5 separate regions of the Mus musculus genome follow, and regions 2, 3, 4 and 5 are each linked to region 1. Evidence: chromatin contacts called from public Hi-C, HiCAR-type and HiChIP or PLAC-seq data. All regions are on one chromosome and are shown on one strand. The core of a region is the stretch at or near the end of the contact, and the rest is flanking DNA. Distances in the headings are between cores, read along the strand shown.

The links. A called contact is a pair of places that touch in the nucleus more often than the background predicts. HiCAR-type assays count read pairs that join an accessible place to other places. HiChIP or PLAC-seq counts read pairs in DNA pulled down with a chosen protein or histone mark.
Region 2: a contact with region 1 is called in a HiCAR-type map of astrocytes, with 4 times the contacts expected there. The contact joins the promoter of Kifap3 here to the promoter of Prrx1 in region 1. A contact is called at or near these places in 1 of 15 datasets of contacts at CTCF or cohesin (the NIH/3T3 cell line), 9 of 115 datasets of contacts at active chromatin or transcription factors (the NIH/3T3 cell line, astrocytes, craniofacial prominence and 5 more) and 1 of 9 other capture datasets (adipose tissue).
Region 3: a contact with region 1 is called in an H3K4me3 HiChIP or PLAC-seq map of embryonic limb bud, with 6 times the contacts expected there. The contact joins the enhancer-like site here to the promoter of Prrx1 in region 1. A contact is called at or near these places in 13 of 39 promoter capture datasets (the 3T3-L1 cell line, the HPC-7 cell line, HPC-7-derived erythroid cells and 8 more), 1 of 15 datasets of contacts at CTCF or cohesin (the NIH/3T3 cell line), 1 of 484 Hi-C or Micro-C datasets (embryonic fibroblasts), 5 of 115 datasets of contacts at active chromatin or transcription factors (the NIH/3T3 cell line, craniofacial prominence, embryonic basal ganglia and 2 more) and 2 of 9 other capture datasets (adipose tissue and macrophages).
Region 4: a Hi-C map of myocytes shows a contact between it and region 1, with 4 times the contacts expected there. The contact joins the enhancer-like site here to the promoter of Prrx1 in region 1. A contact is called at or near these places in 5 of 39 promoter capture datasets (the 3T3-L1 cell line, 3T3-L1-derived adipocytes, the HPC-7 cell line and 2 more), 1 of 15 datasets of contacts at CTCF or cohesin (the NIH/3T3 cell line), 4 of 484 Hi-C or Micro-C datasets (embryonic stem cells, myocytes and uterus), 9 of 115 datasets of contacts at active chromatin or transcription factors (the NIH/3T3 cell line, craniofacial prominence, embryonic fibroblasts and 3 more) and 3 of 9 other capture datasets (adipose tissue, embryonic tail and embryonic trunk).
Region 5: an H3K4me3 HiChIP or PLAC-seq map of embryonic limb bud shows a contact between it and region 1, with 5 times the contacts expected there. The contact joins the enhancer-like site here to the promoter of Prrx1 in region 1. A contact is called at or near these places in 14 of 39 promoter capture datasets (the 3T3-L1 cell line, 3T3-L1-derived adipocytes, cranial neural crest and 8 more), 1 of 15 datasets of contacts at CTCF or cohesin (the NIH/3T3 cell line), 3 of 484 Hi-C or Micro-C datasets (palatal mesenchyme, uterus and ventricular fibroblasts), 6 of 115 datasets of contacts at active chromatin or transcription factors (craniofacial prominence, embryonic hindbrain, embryonic limb bud and 3 more) and 3 of 9 other capture datasets (adipose tissue, embryonic tail and embryonic trunk).

The regions. Positions count from the first base shown.
Region 1 is chr1:163,312,242-163,314,996 of GRCm38.p6, forward strand. It overlaps Prrx1 (paired related homeobox 1), which reads right to left and starts at 1,409. Exons shown (of 4, transcript NM_011127.2): 1 at 154-1,409. The coding sequence starts at 394.
Region 2 is chr1:163,778,184-163,780,938 of GRCm38.p6, forward strand. It overlaps Kifap3 (kinesin-associated protein 3), which reads left to right and starts at 1,400. Exons shown (of 20, transcript NM_001305643.1): 1 at 1,400-1,719. The coding sequence starts at 1,688. It overlaps Gm51663 (predicted gene, 51663), which reads right to left and starts at 1,357. Exons shown (of 2, transcript NR_165475.1): 1 at 1,190-1,357.
Region 3 is chr1:163,756,386-163,759,140 of GRCm38.p6, forward strand. No RefSeq gene overlaps it. Among named protein-coding and RNA genes, the nearest start is that of Gm51663, 22 kb to the right of the region's middle. Within about 2 kb of position 1,441, at least 17 of the 459 cell types and tissues checked have an H3K27ac peak or open chromatin away from gene starts, as enhancers often do. A contact at or near this core is called in embryonic limb bud, where this site is marked.
Region 4 is chr1:163,690,646-163,693,400 of GRCm38.p6, forward strand. No RefSeq gene overlaps it. Among named protein-coding and RNA genes, the nearest start is that of Mettl11b, 33 kb to the right of the region's middle. Within about 2 kb of position 1,351, at least 2 of the 459 cell types and tissues checked have an H3K27ac peak or open chromatin away from gene starts, as enhancers often do. A contact at or near this core is called in myocytes, where this site is marked.
Region 5 is chr1:163,669,483-163,672,237 of GRCm38.p6, forward strand. No RefSeq gene overlaps it. Among named protein-coding and RNA genes, the nearest start is that of Gm32333, 53 kb to the left of the region's middle. Within about 2 kb of position 1,364, at least 26 of the 459 cell types and tissues checked have an H3K27ac peak or open chromatin away from gene starts, as enhancers often do. A contact at or near this core is called in embryonic limb bud and trophoblast stem cells, where this site is marked.

The sequences.
Region 1 (2,755 bases), core at 159-2,658:
GCGATCAGCAACCAGCCACTTTTCCCAGGACTCCTAACTTCTTAACGCCTTGTCTCCCCGAAACCGAAGCCTGGAACACGCTCCCGCCGCCCTCCCCGGGCCTCCACCCTGTGTCCCCAGCGCACACTCCCCGGAGCACGCGCCCTCACTCACTGTCCTGCTGAGGGGTGTCGCTGCCACTGGTCAGTCCCGGTGACTCCAGCAGGCTCCGGCCCGCCTCGCCCACACTTTCGTCTGCTTGTGCCGCCACCATGTCCCCGGCCTCCTCCAGGTCTAGCAGGTGACTGACGGAGAAGTTCTTTTTCGCCTGCAGGGTGTCGAGGTTGCCCGGGCTGTCCAAGCGGCCGCCCAGCGCCGGTTGCCGCTCCAGAACGTGCCCGTAGCTGGAGGTCATGGTCTCCCCTCCAATCCCACCCACCCCCCTCTTCCCGCTCGAATCAACACCAAACGCTGTGGGCGTGAGGGGGGAGAGGAGCCGAGTGGGGAAGAAAGAGGGGGGAGTGGAGAGAGAGAGAGAGAGAGAGAGAGAGAGAGAGAGAGAGAGAGAAACAGAGGGTGGGACCCCTTCTGAAGTGTAGAACTTTCGGGACAAGTAACTTTCCCTGCAGCCTCGGTTACTTCGCTAAAGCCAAGTCCAGCGCGGTCCAGAGAGATAATCCACACCAAAAAGTTCAAAAATAAAAACAAAACAAACAACCTATGCTTAGATCAAAAAGAAAAAAAATATCCCTTTCAACTCTTAAAAAGCGTCCACTCGCAGACACTAAAAATAATAATAAGGGGGAGCGAGGAAAGGGGAGGCCAGCGGGGCGGGGGAGTTAGGCAAACAGAAGAGAGAAGAAGGGGTGGAGAGAAGAATCAAAGTGGCTTTAAAAAAATTAGAGAAAGAGGTTAAAAAAAGTTATTCCCCCGGCAAGAGTTCAAGCGCCAACAGAAGAAGGCTTGTTCCAGCTTTAAAATGTCTTCAAGAAAGCGCGTTCCCCCTCTCTGCACTCCTGTGGATTCTCGGGAGTGACTAGAATTTCAGGAGAGTGATGTCTTGCAGATGTATTAGAGAGCAGGATTCTCACTTTACTCTTCGTAAGGAGGAAAAAAAAATAAGAAATAAAGAAGCGGGGCTTCAAGAGTCTGCAGAAGGGTGGCGGTCCCCCTTCCCTCCGCTCTCTCCCCCTTCTCCGTGCGGAGCTCCTTTTCCCTTCTCAGTTGGATCAAGAAGCTCTCTGGCACTTCAAAAGGCACAGGCTGGCATGGAGAGGAGGCTTTGTAGGGAATACAAGAAAATTGGAGACCCCTGGGAGGGCAGATCTCCACTTAATAGGAGCCTGTAATTACGTGGCAAAGCCTTTGTGCGGCGCCTGACGTTTTACAGACCCCCTTTCTCCATCACAATCTCCTACCTCCTTTTCCTCGGACCGAAAAAACAGTCTGATTAAGAAAACCCCTTTGCCAACATCAGAGCCAGAGAGAAAGGGAGAGGGAGGGAGCAAGAGAGGAGGAGGGAGGGAGGAAGGAGGGAGGGAGGGAAAAGGGAGGGAAGCTAAGGAGAGAGCCCCTTTGGATTTTTAAAATAAAGGTCTAATTATCATTCCCTTGCAGTAGTATCACAGAGAGAAAAGTGCCCGAAACCCGCAGTCACTTTAAAACGGGGCTGATTATTTTGTTTCAGCATTAACTCCTCCGGATTTGTTTGAGATCCTCTTGGAATATCTCATTTGCATGTTTTGATAACAGCTGAGGGCAAACTTGTTAGGAAAAGAAAAAAGAAAAAGGAACAGGGAAAAGATGCACATCTATAACAGTCAAATCTGCGGCTGCACCGCCCCCCAGTAACTTTTCCTGCAGCTTTGTTTTGGCGGAGAGCGCAGGGAGAGTCTGAGACTGAACGGCAAAAAAGAGCAAGCCTATTAAAGCTCGTTTGGCTCTGTAGAGACAGCCTATTAAATAATGTAATAAAATAACAAGAGCGATAATAACGGGAGGCTCTCTACGATCTAAAGACGGCTTGGGCAGATCCAGAAGTCTTCAGCTTCGAATGGATTCGAGACTTTCGCTGCCACCAGAAATCCCCAGGCTTCAGACAGTAGAAAATTTACATATTCATTAAACCAGAAGAAAGTCCGTCCTGATAATTCCCCTACCTTTGCCAATGTTCTAATTTCTTGCTCGTAGCCGAGGCTGCCCCAGATCAGAGCAGACAGGAACACTGGGGCTGAAGAAGTTGGGGGGAGCAGGAGGAGCTGGGGGTGGGGTGGGCTCTGTGCTAATCTGTATCCAGTTCGGTGAGGCCCTGGCAAACACAGAGACTGAGGAAGGTCGAAGTCTATGACCAGGCTTGACAGAGGGCAGAGCGGTGCTGGACGGTGTTTTCATGACCTGTTGGAATCTGGTAACAGCTTTAATAGTCTCATTAGGAATGAGTTACTATATGGCCAGTAAGTAAAATAGTATGTGCTTATTTGTGGCGTTTTATGTTCTTTAAACACACACATACATACGTTTCCCCTCGCTCCCCTGATTGCTAGATTTCCCCTTCTCCTGTAGCTATGAGATTGAATTGAAAAGAAGGAAGGGTCCCAGTGTGTATAAATGGTTTCTGTGCTCCAAACGGCCATAGTTAGCCCAGAACTTCCAGCCCTGATCTGGGAAAAGAACATTTGATGCCATCAAAGGGCTGTAGATTGAAACCAGATGTGCGCGCCTCGGTTCTTTCCATGCATTTAATTAAGGAGCCAGGATGGAGGAGACTTTTTCATCA
Region 2 (2,755 bases), core at 150-2,649, 470 kb after region 1:
CACATGTGTAAGTCAGAGGACAACTTGCAGATGTAGCTTCCTCTCCTCCCATGGTGTGGGTCCCAGAGATAGAACTCACATTCTCAGAGGTGGAGGCAGGCTTCGTTGCCAGCCTTTACAGAAGTTTTAAAGCAGTGGTTCTCAACCTTCCTAACACTATGACCCTTTAATAAGTTTCTCACGTTGTGGTGACCCCCAACCATAAAATGATTTTGGTTGCCACTTCGTAACTACTGTACTTTTGTTACTGTTATGACTCTTGATGTAAATATTCGTGTTTTCCAATGACTTTAGAGACCTTCGTGAAAGGGTCCTTCCACCCACAGAGAGGTCATGACTCACAAGTTGAGAACCACTGCTTTAAAGTAGTGTGCCTTGCTTTTATTGTTAAAGATGTTGTGAACGATAATTTGTGCATTTTTTGCCTTGGTTTGAATAATCAATATTTGAAATAGAAAGTCCAGTTAGGAAGAATCCCATGTGTGAACCGATTAGACTAATCATCAGAGTGTGGATGGAGAGAAAAAGCTGCAGATAATGACTACCTTAACGATAAGACAGAACTTTGTGACAGTTTGTTAAGAAGACTTTGATAAATATGGAGAATGTAGTTTGCCTGGAATTCCTTATTGATAAATTGAAAGAATAGTTACAACTTTATCAGAAATAAATTTAATTGGTGTGAGTTGGTAGGGGCATAAAACATCTCTTTAATGTCTCTCTGCATGACATTTTATGCATAAAAATCTATCACTATTAACTCTTTTGAAGGAATGGCTAACAATGTGATACCAGAAGACGGTGATGGACAGGTTAAAGGATCTCAAAGCAGAGCAGACAGCTTGCTTTGGCTAAAAAGCGGCTCTTTTCTCTCTCCAAATTGTCAGCAATTATTTGCCTTAGAAGAAACAATTTCTCAAGAATCTTGAGTTAAAGTTAATCAGTGGACGATTTGGAAGTTCAGAAGTTGGCTTGTTATAATGGAAGGGAGTGTTTTCTACTTTGGGATTTTAAATGCCACTTTCAAAGTTGATCCAATCCACATCACAGACTATTTCCACCAGCTAGAATTCAGTGCAATCAATGCAGAACCTTTTACATGTTCCAAAATAGAAGCTCCACCAAAGAAGTTGTTGTCAAAGGCTAGTCTGATCACCATCATTAGTTAGCTAGAAGGTTCACTGGTTACCTTGTCTCCTTTCACGCTAAGGACTTTACGTTCCAATTTTGCAGCTTGCAATGCTTCTTCCTTTCCCATCCTCCAGGGGGCAGTGACCAGGAATATGCCTCTAAATCACAGGCTCCCAGATCAGTACCAAACCCTTCCTGCGCTGTTCCTGGGAGCGTCAGATTTGTCGCAGGAGCCTCACCCTGAGCCTGCGCAGACTGTAGCTGTCGCGTGAGCGCATGCGCCTTGCGGAGAGTTCGGCCCTGACGGCTCTGGGCGGGTCTGGGCTGCTCCAGTGTTTTGGGGCCCAGGAGCAGTGGGAGGAGCCGGCGGGTTCACCGTGGTAACCGCTGCGCCGCCGCCGCCGCCACCGCCACCGCCACCGCCGCCCCGCCTTGCAGGCCTTGGGACTGTCACCGCTCTGCTTTGAGGGTACTTTGGCCGGGTCTCCGGAAGTAGCCCTCCCAGATTCTCAGACACTCCCATTCTCCCCACGCCGCTGCCGCCGCCGCCGCCGCCATGCAAGGCGAGGACGCCAGATACCTCAAAAGGTGATGACCCGGGCTCCGCCCTGAGCAGGTCCTTAGGTGTTTCCCGGCTGACCATGGGATGTCCAGGGGCAGAGCTAGACACGAGAAGGGGTGGGACGCAGGGAAGGAAAGAAAGAGGAGAAAATGATGGGGTGGAATAAAGGATGGGCCCTGCGGGGGCGCGAGGTCCTCTTTGGCTTGGAGGTGTCCTGACAGCATCTGATGATGTCCTTGCTACATTAATCTATAACCTCATTAAGAGGCAGGTTAGGCGAGATAAATCCCATATTTCCTAGGTTTTGTTTTTTGTTCTGCCCCACTCTCCTGGATTCCTCAATAGATAAATCCCATGGAAGCTTGGAAATGAATTCTGTCACATCACCAATTTGTGTTCAGTTTGAGATTCATAAATCATGGTGGGGTGTGTGGAATAAAGACGGACGTGGTGGTTTTTGCTTTATGCAAGACTGGATTGAGATGTTCAGTCAGCTGGTCTTGGTCCACTTTACTCACTTGACGGTCACATACACTGTATAATTTCTGTAGGAAGTTCATTATTATTAAGACCTTGGCATGCGAAAGCCTACTATTTTTTTTTTTTACATATGTATGATATCAGCTACACCAAGAAAAAGGAAATTTTGTGAGATTCCTTAATGTCTGTAGAAAAATAAGACCACCCATGGTTAGAAAAATATACCTCTCACTGAACCAACTGTGAGGGAGCAGTGAATAAATCTTTTAAAATGCTAATGTAGAGTCTCTATTTTTCGTTAAAGCTCTGTTGCTAATCCACTGCAAAGAGCACATAGATTTGGTTTTTTGGACATAATTACTTCATTTGAAAATGAGAGATAATACTTTCTGAAGGACATAAGGACAAAGTATGAAAATACTTTTGAGAGAAAAACCATGCATGTTAGGTGGTGACATTAAGTCCTAATAAAATTTGTTAAGTGTATTTTCCCTTACTTGATAGGGTTCTAGCCATATCTTGCAAGAAATTAGAAATAATCTTGCAAGTGGTAGTGGATTCTTGAACATAGTCAAATAGTTG
Region 3 (2,755 bases), core at 191-2,690, 440 kb after region 1:
GTAGAAGTATTGGGCTGGTGTACAGAGTTTGATAAGGGAGCTGATCAGAACATGAGCACTGAGCAGTTGGTTTGTTATTAATGATACGTCCAGGCAAGTTGATTGCTACATCTAGTCACCACCTAATTGTGGGGACAAAAGCCCCTCCTGATACCAAAGAACCCAAAAAGCACAAAACCCAGGCCAAAAAGCATAATTGCCATACCAAGTGTTATCTATAAGTGTGTATGATGAAAAATAGGAAAGAATTGGAAGGTCATGTCAATCTGACCCAGGTCTTGAACATCTGATTAAGCTGTTTAAATTCAAATATATGTATTAGATGTACTTCTGTCTTCAAATAGCTTATATGCATCTTTATGCATCTATATCGATATAAACAGTATAGATAAAGCTACTAGGGTTTTTGCCACCCCCACCCACCCTTGTTTTTCGATTTTATGTTAGAGGCCACAGTACCACCAATCCATTTTTGGATAGCTGTTACATTACTGGGTGAACTGTAGCCCAAAGTATTACACTTACAGAAATTTATGAAGTTTTCTAGGTCTAATTATATTACACTGGATATGGTAATTTACCAATTCATGCTTTCCTCATGGGTTGAAATAATAAATCTGCCTCCAAAGCTGTAGTTATTATATTGAGGTATCAGTTTTCTGACTTTCGGGTTCTGGCCTAGTAACTTAATTTTGAACATATATTTAAAACAGACATGGTTTTAAATCACATCCCATTAATGGGCTCTGTTTTAAATAAGTTTCTTAATATAAGTAATACTACTTTGTGCTTGATTTGTTCAAAAGCTATTTAAAAGCTCTTGAACCTCAAATGTGTGACTGCTTCAATGTCACTACCATTTATGGCAATATATGTAAGGGGGCTGAAGTATTTCAACTTATTTTTTTCCTTTTTTTTCTAATTCCCCAAAGAGACATAATTGTGCTTCTTTAACACAAACTGACATTTTTTATACAAGATTATTTAACTTTGTTTAAAAAGTTACGTAAAGCAATCAAACATGAGCATTAATTAGAAGCACATGTGAGGTGCCATGCATTCTAGAAATAAAGGTAAAGCAGTACTCCAGTAAATATGCGGCTGGCTGTGCACACACGAAATCAGAGAGCACAAGAGGGTACGATGGATATGCGATCATTTAGGCCTAGGTGTGTCTGTCTATGCTGTGACAGGCTGGTTTCCACTATGCTCCCAGCAGCCTAGAGAAGCCGTCTCTTGCACACAGCAAGACACATGCCAGGATATTAACACTCTACATTTCCAAGAGCCTCTGTTCACACCAGCTCCAGAGTAAACACCGTGAAAGAAGGAGACTTGAGCCATTAAAAAAGTGCACAAGCAACAAGGCAAGAGAGTTCCAAGCATCATAAAAATGGCAAGTGTTTCAAAAACAACTGCCCGTTTGTTCTGAAAGTGTCCACAGAGCAGGAGGGTAAATAAGACTCAGTACCTGTTAGGTTTATAGGCAAATAACCATTATCTACAATGTGTAAGTGAGTGAAGAGTAATTTTATGCAAACCACGATAAGTAAACTTGAGAAGTATAAACTAAGTCTTCACAGTGTGAGCAGGAAGTGAAAGAGAGGGAAAAGAGGAAATGGGATTTTCTGGGTGGCATATCACCAATGTGGGAACCACGGGCCAGCAAAGCCTGGAACAGGATTTTATAAAGGGACTGGCTTGCGGAAGAATTTCTTAGGTTGTGTGGTAAATCTGACTCTTGATAACAACTCTGCTCTCCAAAATCTAATTACTAATAGGTCATCTAGAGGATAGTATGGAAACACACAGCATTCTTTTTCCATAAGGAGCACTGACTTTAAATTCATTGGGAGTTTTTACTGAAGTAAATTAAAAAAGAATAATGCATCCATCTCAGTGAGTCATAACCATCAGCCGAGAATTCCAACGAAAGCAGCTCAGGACTTTAGGAACTTGTGTCTCCAAGAATAGCTAACGCCTAGTCAGAAAAGATGTTTCAAAAATAGGTCGTTTGGCTTTGACCAAGTTGAAAATATCTTTAAATCCTGAAGATTATAAATAGGTAAATTAGGACAAAATTTTGCAGGGTTAAAATTCTTCAATATTTTGTTTACATTTTCTTTGTTTTGGGGATGTGCGATGTGTATGAATGGGGTGGACATGCCATGGCACACACATGATGGTCAGATGATAACTTGCAGGAATTGGTTCTCTGCTTCCACCATGTGGAATCTGGGGATCAAACTCAGGGCGACAGTCTTGGCAGCAAGCTCCTTCACCTGCTGAGCCCTCCTGCCAGCCCTCACACTTTGTTTACTTTGTACCCCATGTGGTTTTCTGAGAGGTACTGAAAGGTATAAAAGAAAATACTTAAAGAACTATATAAAATTCCTCTGTGGTTTCATTAAATTAAAGGCATCAATTTAATTTTAACAGGAACTATTTTGATGAGGAAGGTGTCACAGAATTTGACATGTTACACTTTTGTTTGAAAACCATATGGTCTTAAAAATTAGAAAAGAGTGTTCATACAGCAGGACTTGGATACATTGTGGTGAAATGTGAAGCTGATTTTGCTTAAATGTTTTTTTTTTTTTAATTAACAGTTTCAGTGACTTCACATTATAGAGTAGAGTACAATATTGGCAGGTTTGTAGAGGCTTGGCAATCAGAAATAACTAGTGTCTCTATGAACCCTGGAGAGTAAGAACTTAAAGAGAGAGAGAGAAAAAAAAAAGAGAGGGTGAGCAAA
Region 4 (2,755 bases), core at 101-2,600, 380 kb after region 1:
ATAGACACCCCCATTGCACTCCCAGTTCCTTGTATGTTTGCTCTGTGGCACTTACCACTATGAAAATTGTGTATTTATCAGAGTGCACACACATTCATTTCATGCACCATGAATTTCATGCTAAATCCATCAGATTCGAGTGTTACTTAAGTCTGTCTTGCCCCTTATGTTCCCAGTACCAAACACAATGCTTGGACTATATCAGCGAGCAGATGAACACTTGTAAGGTTAACACACTAAAGGAGCGTTTGAGCGAATGCATCACATCCTTCTTGCCGTGAGAATTTGCCTTCTCCTGTGCTTCTCTATTGGAGGGGTCCTGAGCATCATTGTCTGAATGGAAAATAATCATCAGCCTCGGATAGTACAGAGCTCACTATGAAAAACAGGCTGGCCTTGAACTTCCTACAATCCTCCTGACTCTGACCCCAGCATAGTGCTCATTATGTAAAAGGGGCTGGTCTTGAACTTGCTACAGTCCTCTGACTCTGCCCTCTTGCCCTCATGATCCTGATATCACAGGTTTGTGCCACCACACTTGGCTAAATACAGCTCTTTGAACAAGTTCCATACTAGAAGGAGAAATAGTTTAGAAGATTGCTTCCAAGGAGCAAAAAGGTAGGCTAAGACACAGGGTTAATATTTAAATCAGGAAAACATGAGTACATGAAGATTAATTTTTTTAAATCTGCCTACTCTGTACAGTCGTTTCCAGAACACATAAACAATGAAGATGGTCTCAGTAGGCTATATTTGTGTATGTTACTCATACATATATATGTAACACTAATAATCAAAGAAACGGAAGCTATCAATTTGAGGGTGGGGAGACATGGAAAGGGTTGGTGGGATGAGTCTTAGGCAGGGTAGGAGGAAGGAAATGGAAAGGGGAAATTGATGTAATTATATATTAATTAAAATATATAAACAAAATATAAAAGAATCTGCCCAGGTAACAAATTCTAAGATAGATAGATAGATAGATAGATAGATAGATAGATAGATAGATAGATAGATAGATAACTAGTCCTAAATTCCAAAGGAAAGTACACTGTTTAGGCACTTTACTTGTGTCCTGAGCCATCTGATCTCCCCTTTCTTTCTGATCATCATGGTGTTGCATTTGAAAAGTGAGAGAGTGCTTTAATCGTTGCATAGTAAGCTGCATACCAGGGCTTACTCCAAAAGTGTTCATCTCTTCCTAGCCAAGAGTCTAATATCTTATGCTACATATCTTGGTATCCTAGCTCTTAAGCAGTTTTCTGTGGCCAACCCTTGAGGCGTCAGGCACACATACCAGAAAGGGCTGGAGTTCCTTACTAATCTCTGTCCATGATGTGTTCTTGGATTAGCAACCACAGAAATGTAATCCCTATGGTGAGGAATAAAGAAGCTGGCCTGTATAAAGATGAGCCAAAGAAGTTCTGCATTTCTGAGAACAGCTGTCCTGACGTCTCATCTCTCCCAGGCATCCTGTGATGAATCAGGGAAGATATTCCTACATTCCTAGTGCCAATAAATCATCCTTCACTCCAGGTTGTCTGAAGGCTTTCTTCTATCACAACTTGACATTTCTGCCCATATTCCGCATCAGGAGAGCACTCTCCTGGAATACAAAAGGAAAAAGGACTTAGGTTTTTGAATTACAAAATTTGGATTCTTTTCCCAGAGTGAAAATTATAGGGTCTAAGAAAGGTCCAATCTATAACAATATGAACTAACCAATACCCCCAGAGCTCGTGTCTCTGGCTGCATATGTAGCAGAAGATGGCCTAGTCGGCCATCATTGGGAAGATGGTATTGCAAACTTCATATGCTCCAGTACAGGGGAAGGCCAGGGCCAAGAAGTGGGAGTGGGTGTTTAGGGAAGCAGGGCGGGGGGGAGGGTATAGAGAACTTTTGGGATAGCATTTGAAATGTAAATAAAGAAAATATCTAATAAAAAATATACATGCAGGCTGAAAAAAAATAAAATCTATTTTCACTTCAAAAAAAAAGATCCAATCTGTCACAATTTATCTTGTCTTCCTATTATTCTCAATCGTGTATGTTTAGAACTCCATATTATAAGGTTTGATTATAAAGATCAAAGAGAAAGAGCCATCTAGACAAAAATGTGGGCATATGAAGGAAGATTCTGAGACAGTATCAAACTTTAGAGAACTAGTGAGCATAAAGGTCACTTTTTTCCAAGGGAGTCTGGTTAGAGTGAATTTACATTAGCATAAAAGGTCAGAGAATTTCCTTTGAGTCATCCACCACCTCTGGATCCATCTCTTTCTATCTCTTCTTCCAAGTATATCTCTGAGTCTTGAGAGGGGATGTTATTAGACGCGTTCTCACGACCGGCCAGGAAGAACACCACAGACCAGAATCTTCTGCGGCAAAGCTTTATTCTTACATCTTCAGGAACAGAGTGCAAGAAGCAAGAGAGAGCAAGAAGCAAGAGAGAGAGAAAAGCAAGAGAGAGAAAAAACGAAACCCCGTCCCTCTTAAGGAGCATTCTCCTTCGCCTCGGACGTGTCACTCCCTGATTGGCTGCAGCCCATCGGCCGAGTTGACGTCACGGGGAAGGCAGAGCACAAGTAGTCATAAGATACCCTTGGCACATGCGCAGATTATTTGTTTACCACTTAGAACACAGCTGTCAGCGCCATCTTGTAACGGCGAATGTGGGCGCGGCTCCCAACAAGGGGATGTTTGATAAAGATACCTATTTAAGTCTACATGCCACTGAAGTAGCTTACTCTCTGAA
Region 5 (2,755 bases), core at 114-2,613, 360 kb after region 1:
AAGGAGCAGGGCGGAGGGAGAGTATAGGGAACTTTCGGGATAGTATTTGAAATGTATATAAAGAAAATATCTAAATAAATATCTAAATAAATAAATAAATAAATAAAATGTGCTAGCAAGTATATATATACATATATATGTGTGTGTGTATATATATATATGTATATATATATATATATATATATATATAGAGAGAGAGAGAGAGAGAGAGAGAGGATTTTTCCAAAAGTGGGGGAATAAGAAATCATATCCTTAGTCCAAAAGGGAAACCAAAAGATATATACCATTAAAAATAAAAATCATTAATATAGAAGAGTCTAGAAAGAGCTTGGAAGGGCTCTGGAATTCTACAGTCTGCTGTAATCATTTGCCTGGCCAAAAACCCACCCAAGTAATTCTTTATAATATCTTGAAATAAAGAGAAAGAGAGAGATGTCCATGGGGACCAAAAACATTGAGTAATAATTTTTAAATCCATCCCCACCGTATTATTCATCTCTGCCAGGGTCAGACTTGGCCGCTGCATGGCTGGAGGTCTGGGCATGCTGGTCCCAGTTTTATTTTTACAGTAGTTATGGAGCCCTTTATATTTTCAAGGGCCCTCCTGTCACTTATTACCTGCCAGTCCAGACCACCCACCCACATTCCCACACACAATATGTCCAGACACACCCACAAACACTCAGACTCTTTCAGTCTCATGGTGGCTTGGGATAACCGAAAGGCGGTTTGCTCTGAATGATGCCTTACACACTTGGAATTCCCCTCAAATAAATCTGTTTTCCTCTCTAGGGACCAATCTAAAGGTATTACCACTAGGCAAACATTTATAGAGCACCTACTGGGTGTAAGGCACAGATGGATGTAGGGGCAAAAGGAAACTCACCGGGGGGCACAGCAATTCAAGAGGAATCTGCTGAGGAAGCTCCTTTGTTTCCTGGTAACCAGTTGTGTGTGTGTGAGTGTGTGTGTGTGTGTGTGTGTGTGTGTGTGTGTGTGTGTGTGTGTGTAAGAAAGACAGAGACTGAGAGACAGACACAGACACAGACACAGACACAGACACAAAAACAGACAAGGAAAAAGACAGACAAAGACAGAGAGACAGAAACAGATAGAGACAGACAGAGGCAGACAGACATGACACACAGAGACACACAATATAACTGTTTTCTACTTTCTGAACCCTTCAGGAGAGTGTTCACACAAATTCTAAAACAGTAAGAGGAAGGAAAACTCTTGGACTTGGATGAAACCTCGTTTCTCCACATCCCACAGACCAGTGCCTGGTGCACACAGAGGGGCTTGGCTGTTGGGGAGACTCTGGCTGTGGTGAGGCCTTCAGCCCTCCCCAGCCATCCAGGCCTCAAGCCCTTAGGATAATTTATGAGGTGTCAGGATATTCTGACCACAAGGTCGGAATAGAATGGTTTTTACACTTCAACTGCCATGAAAGAGAAACAATTTAATTCTGTTTTCCTACCACACTGTCTGTTTTCACAATGAATAGGGGATTTGGGTCGCCTGGAGATTATTTGTCTAAGCACAGACCAAGACGGCTGCTGAGATTTAAGATGTCTGATTCAGACTCCAGCTTCCTTCTGCTTCTTCCCAGATAGGGAAAGGGGCATTTGCAGTTCTTACCATAGCCAAATTGGAGTGAACCACATTTCACCCAGGCAGAGCAGCATACTAGGGCATAAACCAGATTCCTAGTGTCTCTCCATCTTCCTTTAAGGAGAGCCCAGTGCAGCAGTTTTTGGGTTATGACCCCAGGCGGGGGAGGAATGTCAAATGAACATTTTACTAGGGTTGCCTAGAACCATTGAAATACACAGATATTTACATTACAGTTCATAACTAACAAAATTATAATTATGAAGAAGCAACAAAAATAATTTTATGGTCGGGGGTCAACACAACATGAGGAACTGCAGTAAAGGGTTACAGCATCGGGAAGGTTGAGAAGCACTGGCCTAGTGAGATAGGAGTGCAAATGACCCCTGCTCCTGAGCTCAGACTAGTCCCTGCCAAGTACAGGCACTGAGGCTAAAGTAGTATTTCCCTTGGCTTGGAATTGTAGCCTCCTGGCTCCTCCTGAAGCTACAGAATAGAGACATTCCACTGAGTAGCCTGAAGCTTTGCCTGCCAGGAAAACCACTAGAGAAGTCTCTGCAGAGCAGTGTCATCAATATCTCATTGGGCTGCCGAGAAGCCAGGCAAGGTCAGCGTGCTTTCTCAGGACCCCATTAGCCTATTCCTGGGTCTGCATTGGGGAGGTCATCTGTGAGTCAGGACTTGGCAATGACTTCATTAGAGAATGCTCACCCAGGAAGCTCGCAGGGGAGAGAGGGGCCCCTGAATTCTTGTACTTGAAGTAGCAGACCTCACTGGGAAAATTTTTGTGATCTATGCAAAACTCATCTTTTGGGATTTGACTACATGGCCAGCATCAGAAAGATGAACCAGAATTCATTTTATCAAACTTTTCAACGTAAAGCTACTTTAAAAAACTGTAAGCATATATACTGATAGGCATCAGCCTTCAAGAAACAGCTAGTGTTCTTATGGGCCATGACAGTACTCCTAGATTCTTTAGCAGAGCATATGGTTCTTCATTGACATGGATCAAGGACTTTTGCTATCCTGGGTTTCCTAGGAATGTTGTCATGGCTGCCATGAACAAGCTAGGCCAGATATAGTGAGGAAGAAGCAATGAACTTTCAGGACAGTATCATCCATCAATCCACTCTTCCTT